2 separate regions of the Anas platyrhynchos genome follow, and region 1 is linked to region 2. Evidence: chromatin contacts called from public Hi-C data. All regions are on one chromosome and are shown on one strand. Each heading gives the region's core, a stretch centred on a gene start, on an enhancer-like site or on the middle of the called end of the contact. The rest is flanking DNA. Distances are from core to core; before and after follow the strand shown.

Region 1 (6,810 bases), core at 919-3,418, 250 kb after region 2:
AACAACCCGAAACAAACAAATTCATTAGTATTTTGAGAGCCTACACAGGAGAAACGCTTCATATTCATGTCACATACTACTCTCTGCAGCGCTGATGTGATTCTAACCTAAGGGTACACTAGAAGGCTAATAAAGCAAGAGTGTCTGGTTTCTTATTAGGCCAGAGGTTGGTTGACGTAGAGCCCAGTGTTTGAGGCACTCAGATACAAAGAGCATTTTAAAGGAGACACAGTTGAAGCCCTCACCACGTTAGAACAGGTTTCCTGCACACCCTGGCTGAGAAATCCAACCTGTGGATAGAGGAGCCCCTCTTGGGGCCACCACCTGGAGTGGCACAGCACTGTGAAGGGCACGCTTCAGGGGTTTGACTAGAAAAGTGAGCTAAGGATTACCAGCCAACACCAATCCTAAAGATAAACCAGCCAGGGAACAGCTATAAGCAAAAAGGCTTCCCGAGGCGAGCGATGCATGGTGAAAGCTCAGCTTGATGCCCTTTTCCCTTGCTGCATTACTGGTTTGCACACAGTAAGGAATAAAAAGTAAATGCTTATCTGTTCCTGAGAATCCAACTGTGACTACAGTGCAGACAGAGCACGGTATTTTAAGTCATGGACCGACATGCCTGATACAGGAAGCAAACATGTTTTCAAGCCTATGAGAAACAGGATGCATTTTCCTGCACAGCGACAACTCTTAGGATAACTCTCTCAAGAGACAGGATGGAAAAGCAATGCAAATCAAGCTAGAGGAGACACAAGGTGCTGGAGAGAAAGACACTAAGGGAAAAGCAGAACAAGATGCCCAAAGCTTGTAGAAGAGAGAGTGGCAAGAACAACCAGGGTTTAAATGAAGAACGCTGTTTCATTGTATAAATGCCTGCTTACTTAGTTGCCTTCTTGATCTCCTGGAGTTCTGCTTTCCATCATGGTGTAAAATCAAATCCAGCACATACATTCAATCCACCACAAACCTAATAATCTCCACAACCCATCTCTGCTCTCCCAGTTTCCAGTTACAAGATTCCTTTCGGCCCAGCAGGAATCTTGTTTGCAAAACAGTATCAAAGTATCAGGGCATCATACAGACAATAACAAAGCAGTGGCTGTTTGCTTTGATTAATAAAGGCTGCTCTCTACACATATACAAAGCTTGTTTTCTCTGAAAAACAAAGAAGTCACAGCACACTAGGAGGAAACAGAGTAAGGAAAACAACAACAGCTGGCAGAAGCAAAGTGTTTTCTTTCCTGTAAAGCCTCCTGTTTTGACTTTTCTTCTCCTTCAAAAAGTCCCCCCTCAAACAGCAATAAAAACTGGGGTCAGCAGACCCTAAATAATGGAAGAGGGAGGAGAAGCTGCATATTTTGAGGAGAAAAAGCTACTAAAACAGGGGGAATCTCTTTTCTCCCCCAACCCCACCATTAGCTTTTTACCATGCCACCTCAGCATGCACAGTTGAGAATATCCACTGCAGCAAAAGTCAAAGCCTCGCAGAGAAACTGGCAACTCGAGCACAGAAAACTCTCTGAAGGTGCTTTTGCAACTAAACCAGAGGCTCTCTAAAGAGCCTCCTAGGTTCTCTCTCATTAGGGATGGGTTTGCAGCACTCAAAATGCACTGACAGACACCACCAGCCTCTTTACCACGAGGAGCAGCGTGAGGAAAAGCAGAAGCTGTCAGCTTGACACTATTTACATTCCCAGACAGAGGCTCTCTACCTCTGCCAATCCACCTTTATCAGTCCAGGACCATCCCAGTTGAAAGAATCTTAATAAAAAAATAAATAAATAAAAAGCCAGTAAAACCCACTGAGGCAAGCAGGCAAGTATTGCCCTCTCACAAGGTAGATCCTTTCCTGGAGCACCCTGATACAAGAACCCATCAATACCTTTGCGATGCAGTAACATCCATCTTTAGATGAATGCTTTGTGATTTGAACCATATTATGCTGAGACAGCTTTATCTGGGTGACCCCCAAAGACCTAGATTCAACATGGAAAACTTCTTCCTTGTCAGGCTTGTCAAAATCTGTTTGAAGCACTAAAACAAACAAACAAGCAAACAAAAAACAAAACACTATAACAGACATTATCTGAGATTCTCAAGTGCCTTTCATGGAAAGGCACTTCAGTTCTAGCTTGTGAATCGCTAGCAGCACCTAGTGGCCCGAACAAATTAAGCAGGAGATTTTCAGATGGATCACATAATGAAATACAGGGAGATAGAGTCTAAACAATGTTTTATCAGCTTATTTACGTGATAAGTTTGAATTACGACAAAAACAGCGTTACATAGATTCTCTCAAATGTAATGTTATTTCTGCAATCCTTGGATTACTTTTACCTGCGTCAATCTGAATTCAGCCCCTGGGGTACTTTACACAGCCCAGCCACTCTGCTATCAGCACAGTCCCTACTACAGCTGTGAAAGCAAGAACCTACATTTCCCACAGGCTGGGACAGCATCAAGAGAGTCCCCAAAATATATCATATTCACAGGACATGAAGGAGCATGACCAGGAGACTGATGCTGAGGCAGCTTAAGAGTAACTTCATACAAAGACCCCAGAGATGGACTGTGCTGCTACACCAAATCAGAGGGGTGCAACAGAACACACCAAAAGCAACAAAACCCATTCCTTCCATCTGCTCCAGCTCTGACAGCTTTTAAGGAGGCAGAATGCACAGTACTTCTGGGACAATTAGAACATATAAAAGAGATTAAAACAAAATAGATGAAGCAGCCAGAAAATCCTATAGTTCCCAGCTACTGCAGCAACTGCTTTATTCATCACCAAGAAGGAAAAGAAACTAAAGCAAAAAGGAACATACAGATACTTTTATTGCTCACCTTTTATACAACAGCACACCTTCAGCCATTTTCTTTCACAGCTTGACAATGTTTATGTACACAAAAAAACCCAGCAAGAAGCATTATGTGGCTTTCAGTAAAGAAAAAAAAATGTTAGAACATCAAACTCAGCCAGGCTTTGTTTTCTGCAGCAATAATAAAAGGGCTTCCTCCAGGCAGGAACTAATCTTCCCAGGCCGTAGTGCATTTCTTTAAAAAGACAACCCCCAAAACAAATTGCCCTAGATTTGCTGAGCCAGTGGTAATAACTTGCAAAAAAAATAATAAATTTCAGTTTGTCATTTTTTCTAGCTGATTTCAAGTAAAAATTAGGTTTGGAGGAGGAGCAACTTGTTTTGGATGGATGCAGGTCAGTTTGAATTGCTACACCTAACTACAGGCCTACACACACTATCAGTTCACAATTTAGCTTAGTTTTAAATGATCTTTGCAGATTTTGGCGGCGGTCAGTCTTCGGAGTTGAGCAGGTGGGAAAAAACTTTGCTTAGTGGAAGAGATAAGGCTACTAAACATGGCATCTACAGCAGAGCTCATATAACAGACAACAAACCTGGTTGTTAGGTAGAATCTGCTGTGTGGGCTCTCATATTGTAGTCAAAGTTACACGCACAACAGGCCAGCAAGCCAAAAGCAGTAGTCTGGTTTTAGATCATATAACTGAACAATGATTATGGGGTGGGGAGATGCAGACCTACTGAGTATTGCAATAGACAATTTTGACCAGACAAGTCTTGATATTTCTCTAGCCAAAGTGGAAGGCAAACATAGCAGGCAGCTGCTCAAGACAGATGTGTTTTGAGCAGAAGACATCAGTCCAACATCTAAAAAGCACAGCTATTAATTCATATTTAGGTGAAGTGCAGTGAGTAGTTATGGTGCATTTAATTCAGACAGGTCGGGGTGGGGTGGGAAGTCTACAGAAAACTGTACTTTGCTTGGTATAAAACATCCCACCCAAGGAGATTCTGCCTGACGTGTACAAACCTGTACTAATTCTAGAAGAGATTAAGCCAGGCCACTAAACCAGGTTTCTATTATTTGAGCTCTGCTGAAGCAAAAGTTTTTAGCAGCCTCAACTCGTAAAGTGTCTTCCTTGTCCAAAACCAGATTGGTTATACTGATAGCCTCCGTGCTGGAAGTGCTGCTCAAATTGCCCGCCTTGATTAAAATTCTGTCCTCCTCTGCCTCCCCAGCCTCCTCCTTGACCTCCACGACCACCACGCCCTCCGCGGCCACCCCTCCCTCCTCCACGCCCACCCCCTCGGTCACTGTGGGACCCACCATCCTGGTATCTGTTGTCTTGCTGGTAACCACCACCCCCTTGGTAGCCACTTCCCGTGTATGAAGATGACTGGTAGCCACCATAGCCTCCTCCTTGGTAGCCGCCACCACCACCGTGGTAGCCACCTGTTTGAAAACCTGCATCTCTGTAGTTGTTCTCCCTGTAGCCGCCATCCTGGTAGCCACCACTTCCACCATCTGTCCAGCCTCCTTGGAGCTTGTTTCCTCTTCCACCTCCTCTGCCGCCATGATCATAACCACCACGTCCTCCTCGCCCACCTCGATCATGACTTCCTTGTTCGTGACCTCCTCGTCCTCCATATGATGAGTCATAGCCTCCTCTTCCTCCTCGGTCGTGACCCCCGTGGTCATAGCCTCCTCGCCCTCCATATGAGGATTCGTAGCCACCTCTTCCTCCTCTGCCTCCACTTTGCTGTGGACCAGCCTCTGGTCTTTTCTGCCAGGGTGGCATCTCAGGAGGTGGCGGTTCAATTTCATTGGGCCTTCCTCCTCTGTCAGGTACTCTGCCCATTAGCACCTGCAAAGGGTAAGAGAGAACTTTAGGAGTTGTTACACCTCATAGAAGAGTCACAGGAATTATCTAGCACTCCAAGCTAGATAACTGCTAACAAGACAAGCTTGGAGACCTGGGTCCCTTGTTCAAACAGCAGGCTCACAAATAAAGGCAGCATCCATACAGTCCTTCACTCAACCATTTACTGCTGCAGACTGTTCATCTCAGACTGAGTGGCACCATACAGCTTTCTCTTCGCTGGTGCTCTGATTTGCTGTAGAAGCCATCAGCTATGATAATATCTTTGGTAAACCACATGCAAAGATTTTTATTTCTCAGTAAGGACACAGAAAAACTTTCTGAACTTCACACACCAACCAACAAGTTTCAGACAGCACCAGAGGTAAGCAAGACTGTAAGTCTTCAGCTGTCCAATGATGCTGTGACATTAAGAATACAGCAAGACTACAAATGGGACAGGACATTTGTATCATTTTAAAATGTGAAACAATACAACAGAAAAAAAAATGAAGCAGGTTATTTTGTTAATTTCTGTTACTGTCTTGGAAGACATTAAACATTGATAATGACTAGCAGTTAACAGAGTATGGATGAGCATCTGGGCAGTACTGCATTCCTAATAAAATGTATATACAGTCTGATGATACTGTATATGTCACACGTATCTTCATGCCCACTCACTTTCTTTTGCATTCCTCACTCAAAGTACGCTAAAAAGGTGCAAAAAATATTTGGGACATCAAATCAGCATAGCACTATTCCATCCTAGTGGAATTTGAACATTATCTGAACTACAATTGTACCCTAAAATGGAGAAAAGTGTGTATGTACAACTACAAATTTTAAAGTACCAGGTATACTTCTGTACAGTTACTGAGCTTCAAGTTCAGTGCATGTGCTCTTGTGAGCCCCTTACTCCTGTGAAAACTTAATTCTTAAACAAGGGAAATTGTTTAGTCTAAAATTACATTCCTTGTGTCATTACTAGAACTACACACTTGACTAGAATTCTTATTTGCATACAGAGAAATCTAAGATCTTAACAGATTCTATTTACATAGGACAAAGTTACTATAGACATGTTAGTTTAAATATCATGAATTTTAAATATCATGACAGAATTAAGTAGCAGCAGTGCAATATCATCAGTAATTCTAATAAGATAGAACAGGCCAACTTCCACTGTTCAAGATTTTTTATTTATTTATTTTTACTACCCCTAAGAAAGGGGCACTCTGAACCTGAACAGATAAAACTGAAGTTCTCTAGACTGTATATCAGTACATTATGGAGTACGTAAATGCCACGTTTCTTATCCCTTATATCCAACTTCCACTTAGAATCCTAAAATAAGAAAGATTTATTACTACATTCAAATGACTTGAATATTCATTAATAGAAGTGATGTTAGCCACTCATCACCAACAGTACCTTATTAATGGCACATGCAGTCTTCTCTCGGATGGACCCACTGCTTGTTCTCATAATCTTTGACAGATCCTGTCGAGCTGCCAAGAGATTTGCAACGGAAATAGTGCACTTAGTAGATAAGAGGGCACGTTTTGGCTGATAGACTTTAGCCAGTTTTTCTGTCTGACTCTGTTGATGAAAAGAAAAACAAAACGCAGTCAGCTAAAGTAATAGGGAAAATAGGAAAGGAATGGGACACTTCACCAGAAGAATCAACACTGAAGAATGAGATGCCACTGCAAATAGGAAAAAAATAATATGAAAACAGGAAGAAATCACTTAACTAAAAATCACCACAACAAATCCCACATTTGTCAAGTTAATTTCTGAAGTAATGCATGAAACAATATTCTGACTGAATTGACAAGACATCGATTTTCTGACTATTTTAACATTAAGAAAATATGTGCAGACTTATTTTTCAGGCGAACGCAGAACAAGAGTGTGCCATATAGTTATATCAAGTACTGCTAATGTGGTACCAAAAGTGAAACACATTCGGAACCTGTCTCAAGCCCTCCTCATGTGCCTGAACTAATCCCTGCCCCGCATCCATTCCAGTTACAATTGCATCACCAATTCACCAACCCTGCACCAGCAGGAGAAGGCTACATTAACTCTTTCAGTCTTCAGTCCAGTCAGGTTCCATCAAGAAG
Region 2 (6,797 bases), core at 566-3,065:
TACCACCACAGAATGATATTAAAAGGAATTCTCTTTCAGTTTGGGTGCTATGATAAAAGATGCTTCAGACTTTTAAAGGATTTCATAAACAGCTTAAAAACAGTTAAAACAAAATCCTTCGGGTGTTTTCTGTTATTAAAAAGATGAAGGAAGATGGAATGCTGTACATGTTGTGTCAGAAATGAGTTTCAAAAGCAAAGTCTGTTAAAAGGAAGGATAGACAATACTAGTACATACTATTATGTTGTTGGGCAGTAGGTGGCAAGCTTTGCTTTTCCTTCTACTTGGAGTTTATTTTCGTGTTGCGGAATGCCAGAATTTTGAGAAGGGTGGTTTGAATTCACTGGAATATGTCATTTATTGGCAGCACATTTTTTGAACCATCTATGTTGTTCATTGTGTATAATTGTCTTTCTACTGAATGCTCAAGTGAATCCTCTTTTCTTCAAATGGCAGATGGACACAAATCAATACGTGAGCTCTATTGTATTCTCTTATGGCTTCAGTAGAAAGATTACTAATACCAAAATTAAAAACAAATGAGATGCAGTCACAGTCAACCCCAAATTATTTGCTTTGAATGCTTTTCCTGTTCTACTTTTATTGCAGAACACATTGCAGCTAGAGAGGACACCTTCTTTTAAATAAATGAGTTACCCAAAGGGGGCTTATACTTCTATTTCTGCGAGTAATAACTGAGAAGGAAAATGAACAGAAAATTTAGTTTGCCTTTTTCCTGGTGTGTGATGTCTGTCCCCCCTCCGTGAATTGTTGGGCTGGTGCAGCTGTCCTCAGCCTGCACTGCTAATGTGTGGGGTTAGGCTTGGGGGCAGTAAAGCAGCAGCAAAGCGGCTGGCTAAAACTGAGGGTGTGCAGAAGAGGAAATGCTCAATGCTTCTCCTTAGGTACTTTCTGTTGTGGGTTGCTGTTAATATCACATCTCTGCTTAGACTTCTTGCCTAGAGCCTATCACCTGACATCCCATGGATCAGCAGCCAGCTGTCTGTCTGTACCAAGGATACGGGGGCACAGCACCTTTCTTCTTGTGTAGCTTCTCACAGCTGTTGTCCAGCTAAGACATCCTGTGCTGCTCTCCAGAAAAGACCTTTACCTATTAGACAAGTTAATTATTGATGAATTTTCCCACTGTGGGTGAGTTGGAGTTCTTAGTGCTTTGCTATTGAAGTTTTTTAAAAGTTTATTCTGGATTAAAAAAAAAAAAAGTGATATCCCTCTCATTCTTCTTCTATATTTGCTGCACATAATCATTCTTCTAAGAAAAACCATCTGTCTTGGATCTTCTTGATATCAAACTTAAATACAGTAATATAGATGGTTAATTATGTCACGCTAGAAATTACAAAACAGTAGTTTACATTTTTCTTAATATGTCAGGGCATTCCACACAGGGGTCTCCTTATGTAAATAGAGGCTCCGTATGAGTTTACACTTTCACTGAGAGGCTTTGTGTCCTCATGTGTTCTGATGAAGATCAGAAGCATTTGAGGAGTAGTAAGGTGGAGCTGAGCAGTTAGATGAAGGCATAATTGATTTTATTTGCTGCAGCAGCCCTAGGCATACGTCAGGCATCTCTGGCATCAACCAAAGTTGAAAGAAAGTCTTCTGAGACCATTCTGATACTGCAGCTATTTTCACTTTTGTAGTCTTTGGCAGTGCTATTGATGTATGTGTGCTAGAACAAAAACTGGTTCAAAGGTAGTTACTCATCTCTTTCCACTGCCAGGCACTGAGTCAGCCCTCAAGAGCACCTCCATTCATCATTCTAGGGGAATGCAGTCATCGGGCTGCAGGAGCTGAAGTCACTGTTTAGCTGGGATAGCTGGTTACCACCAGGACTGGGATCATTTGTGTTGGCAGAGAGCATGGAGATGATTTTGTGATGACGGTGATATCAGTCTGAGTCCTGGTGTCTTTTTTGAGCTGCATTGGCATGGATTTCAATGCTCCTGGCCACAAGGAGTGAGAATACTTATGAAGGTAACTTTGCAAGTTCCTATTGTGATCCTCAGACCTTTTTGGCTTTCTCACCACTGCAGCATAAAGACACGGGGTCTCTTTTTCAGCTTCCTGAATTAGAGAACCTTACTCCAATGAAGTAGATTCTCTGTGTGCTTCAGCTAATTGCCTTTAGTGGTTGTAGGCCTGGGGTGAGTCTGTAAGCTGGTGAGTAATTTGTAGTTATCTGTGCTGGACTGAGTATTCCTGCGGCCAGTTAGACTGTAACGGACCAAGGTCTGAAGCAGAGTAGTGGACCATAACCTTCCCTAAGTGTGAAAGGTAAACAGATGTGAATTTTCTAGACTAGCCATTTGATAGGTTTGTTTAGCTCACAGTGGTAGGAGTGTACAAACTGTTTTGAGGGAAGCCTTCGGGTGTTTTGGTGGACAAAGTCCAGTCTTGCTTTGGCTTGTTTACAAGACCTTTTAGGTCTGAACATTTGTGATTTTTACCACACCTTTATCCTTTTGAAAATTCCTTCAAGGATATCTTATTGTTTTTCTGGTGAATAGAGGCCAACATACTGCTGAAAGGTCACTCACTGCATGTGCAGAGTACATCACGTGGCCAGATGCTTTCTAGTTCCAGTCCATCAAAAGGAGTCTCTGCTGAACTCAACAACATATGTAAGCTTTCAGACAGAAAAATTTCAATCGCTATCCAACAGAAAAACAAACATCTTGGAAGGGATTTTGAAAGGATCAAGTATCGCCACCACCACACAAGACATTAATGAGTTTGAGTTGCATGGTCATACAGTTTGGATCATTACTGATCTTGAGATGGTGCAGCCTATTGGTGAGGGAACACATTGTTTTATCCAGACTTGAGCAATCATCTAATGATGTGAAGGTCTTACAAACAGGTGTTAGAGGATGTTCAATGTTTTCATTGCAATCTTTAATAGGGAAAGAGTTCTCAGAAAGAGAATCTCATTTTGATGCAGAAGCTTAAATTATAGGGGGTGACTGGGATCCCAAACCAGCCTTAATATTGAGGCTTATCTGTAGTAGGAGGTTAACGTGTGTGATGGCAATAGCTAGTTGGTTTATGGCTTCACGTGGCTTCATGCCACCACCTGCCTGAGGAGAACTTCAGTGCAAAAAATGGCTGGTCAGTCCTAGTGTAATATCGAGGAAATTGTTGTCTGGCTCTTGAGCTCTCCTCTACTGATACTGACTTCAGTGGGATGGAAGGATCAACTGAATGGGTTAAGGGGCATCCTCCAGCCCCTGCCTTGTTGTTCAGCCATGTTTCAGCTGAGTTAGGAAGCCAACAGAGTCAGTCTTCATTACAAGGAGAGAGAAAACAGCTTGAATCAAGATTGGCATCAGTCTTGAAGAGCTCACTGTGTTTGATTTGCCTCTCCAGGCATTGTGCATGGGTTGTGACGAACAGTGTTTAAAAACATGTCCCACACCAACAGTAAGGCAAATAAAACCCTGTCAGATGCTTTTTTATACAGTGGACGAAAGTTACTGTATTCAATGTATATACAATAGAGAACTATTGGCTTCTGTTGTGCCTGAGTACAGCATTAGTAGATGGGTAGAATTTGGCTTAAATTTGAGAAGTTTGGGGTGAAAATTTTCAGGTTTAATGACCTCTTGGTGTTGATTGACTGTTCCATGACCAGCTCTGTGCTGTGATTTGAATTGGATTGTGAGAATCCCTCATAAAGAAAGGCATAGGATCCTTTCTAAGCTTCTTTATGATGAACACAGATGGGAAGAATTGAGATTTTCTTCTCTGGCCTTTTCTCTGCGTGTTCCTTTAATACATAGCTATTGGGTTGAAAGACTTTTGGGCAGGCTTTCAGCTCATTGATTTTTTTCTTAATTAGCTTCCATTTTATATTCATTCTTCTTTTCTGAAACTCTGAACTGCTGTAGTGAATCTTTTGCCTTTTGTTCCCCCTTCAGCAATGTTAACTGTAAGCAAATTTTGCTCACTCTTGCAGCATCTCTTCATTGGTAACATTTGAATTGGATTCTTTACACAAATTTGGCTAAACCAAGGTTTTGCTCTCTTCTCGGTTCCTGACTAGGTGATCCATGAAGATGTTAATCCCATCTAAAAATCCAGTTTTTGTGCTTTTGCTTGGCTGTAACTGGAATTTCATATTATCACTTCCTGTCTTTATAGCTTCAGTGATAGGATAACTGTTGCTGTCTTATGAAGACTGTATTAGCAGCTGCTTGCTGTGTTTCCTCCATGGGAAACTACAGTCTACAGAGATGCTCCGTTAGTGATGGATGTTTTTTATTTGCTGACCTGTTCTGGAAGGCTACTCCTTGATAGGTAACATCAGTCTTACAGCTTCCACTGATTTTTCCCAATCCCCCTATTTGTTTTCCTAGGTAGTGATACTTCCTTCCTAATATGCCTATATAATGCTGGTCAGTCTTGACCACTCACTGTCTTGAACTTGTGCTGTTTCATGCAGAAGCATCGGTGCTAATGGTTTGGTTGCCTGCTCTATACCTGTTTAAAACATACTGCTTATTCTAACTCTTTTTCACTGTTACCTGTTTGACTGTTACCAACTTTTGCTTTCTTCTTTGGCTACACTGACTTCACTAAAAGTATGACTGTTCACAGCTGTATACTTTCTTTCCCATTATTCAATTTAAAAATTCCACTATGATATTCTTAGACTACGATAAGCCATCAACTTATTAAATGTGAAATGAAGTCTGTCTCTTCTGGAGAGCTTCCTCCATTCCCATTCCTGACAAATATTGTTTACACCACTTAGAGCCACACAGTGAAACAAACAGTCTACATCGATGGCTCCTTGGTTTTTCATTCTGTTAGCAAAAAGTTTCAAACTTTAGGGTATAAGACAAATACGTAAGACAAATTTGTTGCCTTTGTAATAATCTTCAGTGATTACCTCTGGACAGCAGTATCCAGAATCCCTATAAGTACTTCTAAGAGTGTGACAGATCTGGGAAGTAAAAAGTTTAATTACCTACCTTTCTTTGTATGGGTTTTATACTGGGAGAGCTCTTTTATTAGACTATTTTAATGTTTTATAGCCTGTACATGCTTCTGAAAAAAGTATCAATCAGAGGTACAAACTGTACAACTGATGAACTGATGAATGATCTTAATGACCTCTTTGATATGGATTCTGTTCTGGATTCTGTGTGGTGGTTGAGGATGGTTGTAGAATTGATGCTACTGGCAAATTAATTATTACTGTGAGGCTCAGCATGTGTGCACTTTTTACTTATATTGTGATAATCTATTACTGCAGCAAAAGCTCAAGTGTCTCTCTTGCTTCCTGGACTAGAACCTTGAAGCTCTAAAGTGGAGGACAACTGCTGATCGCAGTCCCAGCTGTGCCTCCTTATTGCTTTGAACAGCTTTTGCTTTTAGCATCATATTGCTTTTTTTTTAGCATCATTTTGCTTTTTTGCATCATATAATGCCTGTTTGGGAATTCCAGCTGTTGCACACATGCAGGTCCTTAACAAGGAGTCAGTCTCCCCTCATCTCCTCTTTCACTGTTCCAGAGACTTTTTGCTGCAGGGAATGTTTTGCATCCTGAAATGTTTTTCTTCTGTTGTACACTGGAGGGCTGTATCTATCATTTTTTTGATGGACTATTTAGAAATCCAGTGAATTGGTAGATTGGATTGCCTTTTGATGTGCTTCTGGAAGTAAGATTGGAAAGATATGTAACCACATAGAGACTGAAGAGAATGAGTTTGTATAAGGAAAAAGGTATATAAACTTAGTATTTTTTCCCATTCATTGCCGAGTTTTGCTATTATTAAAAAAGCAAAGAGGAGGAACAGCTAATTCTGTGTGCAGTGTCCCTGTAAGGAGATCATCTGAGGCTGATTCCAGAGTAGTCAGTCTGTCATTGCTTTCTGTAAGAGCTTATCTTTTGAGGAGTGGCATTTTACCCCCTTTTTTAGTTCTCAGTGGAGAAGGGAGATGCACATTTTATCTATCGGTGTGGTTGTTTTGTTGGGGAGTAGGTTTTCTTTCTTGATGCTTAGGTGATTAAATGCTGTGTCCAGTTCTGGAGCCCTCAGCACAAGAAGGATGTGGAGCTGTTAGAGCAGGTCCAGAGGAAGGCTACCAAGATGATCAAGGGGCTGGATCACCTCTCCTGCAAAGAAAGGCTGAGAGAGCTGGGGCTGTTCAGCCTACAGAAGAGAAGGCTTTGGGGTGACCTCATTGCAATGTTTCAGTACTTAAAGGTGTCTTGTTTTTAAAAAAAAATAAAAAAAAAAAAAGAGCAACTCTTTGCTCAATCAGATAATGATAGGATGAAGGGGAATGGTTTTATACTTGAAGAGGGGAGATTTAGATTAGAGGTTATGAGGAAATTTTTCACTCAGGGTGGTGAGGCACTGGAATAGGTTGCCTGGAGAAGCTGTGGATTCTCCATCCTCCATCCTCCCTGGAGGTGTTGAGGGTGAGGTTAGATGAGGCCCTGAGCAACCTGATCTAGTGGGTGGCATCCCTGCCTATGGCAGGGGGGGGTTAGAATTAGGTTGTCTGTGAGGTTCCTTCCAACCCAAGCCATTCTATGATCAAGGTCTCACAGGAAGAGGATGTGTGCACTTGCTCATAATTTTCCTGACATTTCACTGTCAAGCAGTTACCAACACTTCTTTGGAGAACTGTTTCAGGTGGACGTTGCTGTTTCTTCTTGAGTGCTATGGTATTTAGAGTGCTTTCAGTAACTAACCTTTGGCTGTGAGTGTAGTCTTCCACCCCAGATCTGGGCCCACTGTTACAAATGCAGTTATCCCCGC

What was found. Hi-C and Micro-C count contacts between places; a contact is called where the count stands out from the background.
Region 1: a contact with region 2 is called in a Hi-C map of subcutaneous adipose tissue, with 3 times the contacts expected there. The contact joins two enhancer-like sites. A contact is called at or near these places in 3 of 8 Hi-C or Micro-C datasets (F1 follicle, skeletal muscle and subcutaneous adipose tissue).

The regions. Positions count from the first base shown.
Region 1 is chr3:34,679,468-34,686,277 of IASCAAS_PekinDuck_T2T, forward strand. It overlaps FAM98A (family with sequence similarity 98 member A), which reads right to left. Exons shown (of 9, transcript XM_027453937.3): 8 at 6,116-6,283; 9 at 2,821-4,687. The coding sequence ends at 3,941. Among named protein-coding and RNA genes, the nearest start is that of FAM98A, 16 kb to the right of the region's middle. Within about 2 kb of position 2,169, at least 2 of the 8 cell types and tissues checked have an H3K27ac peak or open chromatin away from gene starts, as enhancers often do. A contact at or near this core is called in subcutaneous adipose tissue, where this site is marked.
Region 2 is chr3:34,431,301-34,438,097 of IASCAAS_PekinDuck_T2T, forward strand. The region is part of intron 3 of LTBP1 (latent transforming growth factor beta binding protein 1); the gene reads left to right. Among named protein-coding and RNA genes, the nearest start is that of LTBP1, 29 kb to the left of the region's middle. Within about 2 kb of position 1,816, at least 3 of the 8 cell types and tissues checked have an H3K27ac peak or open chromatin away from gene starts, as enhancers often do. A contact at or near this core is called in subcutaneous adipose tissue, where this site is marked.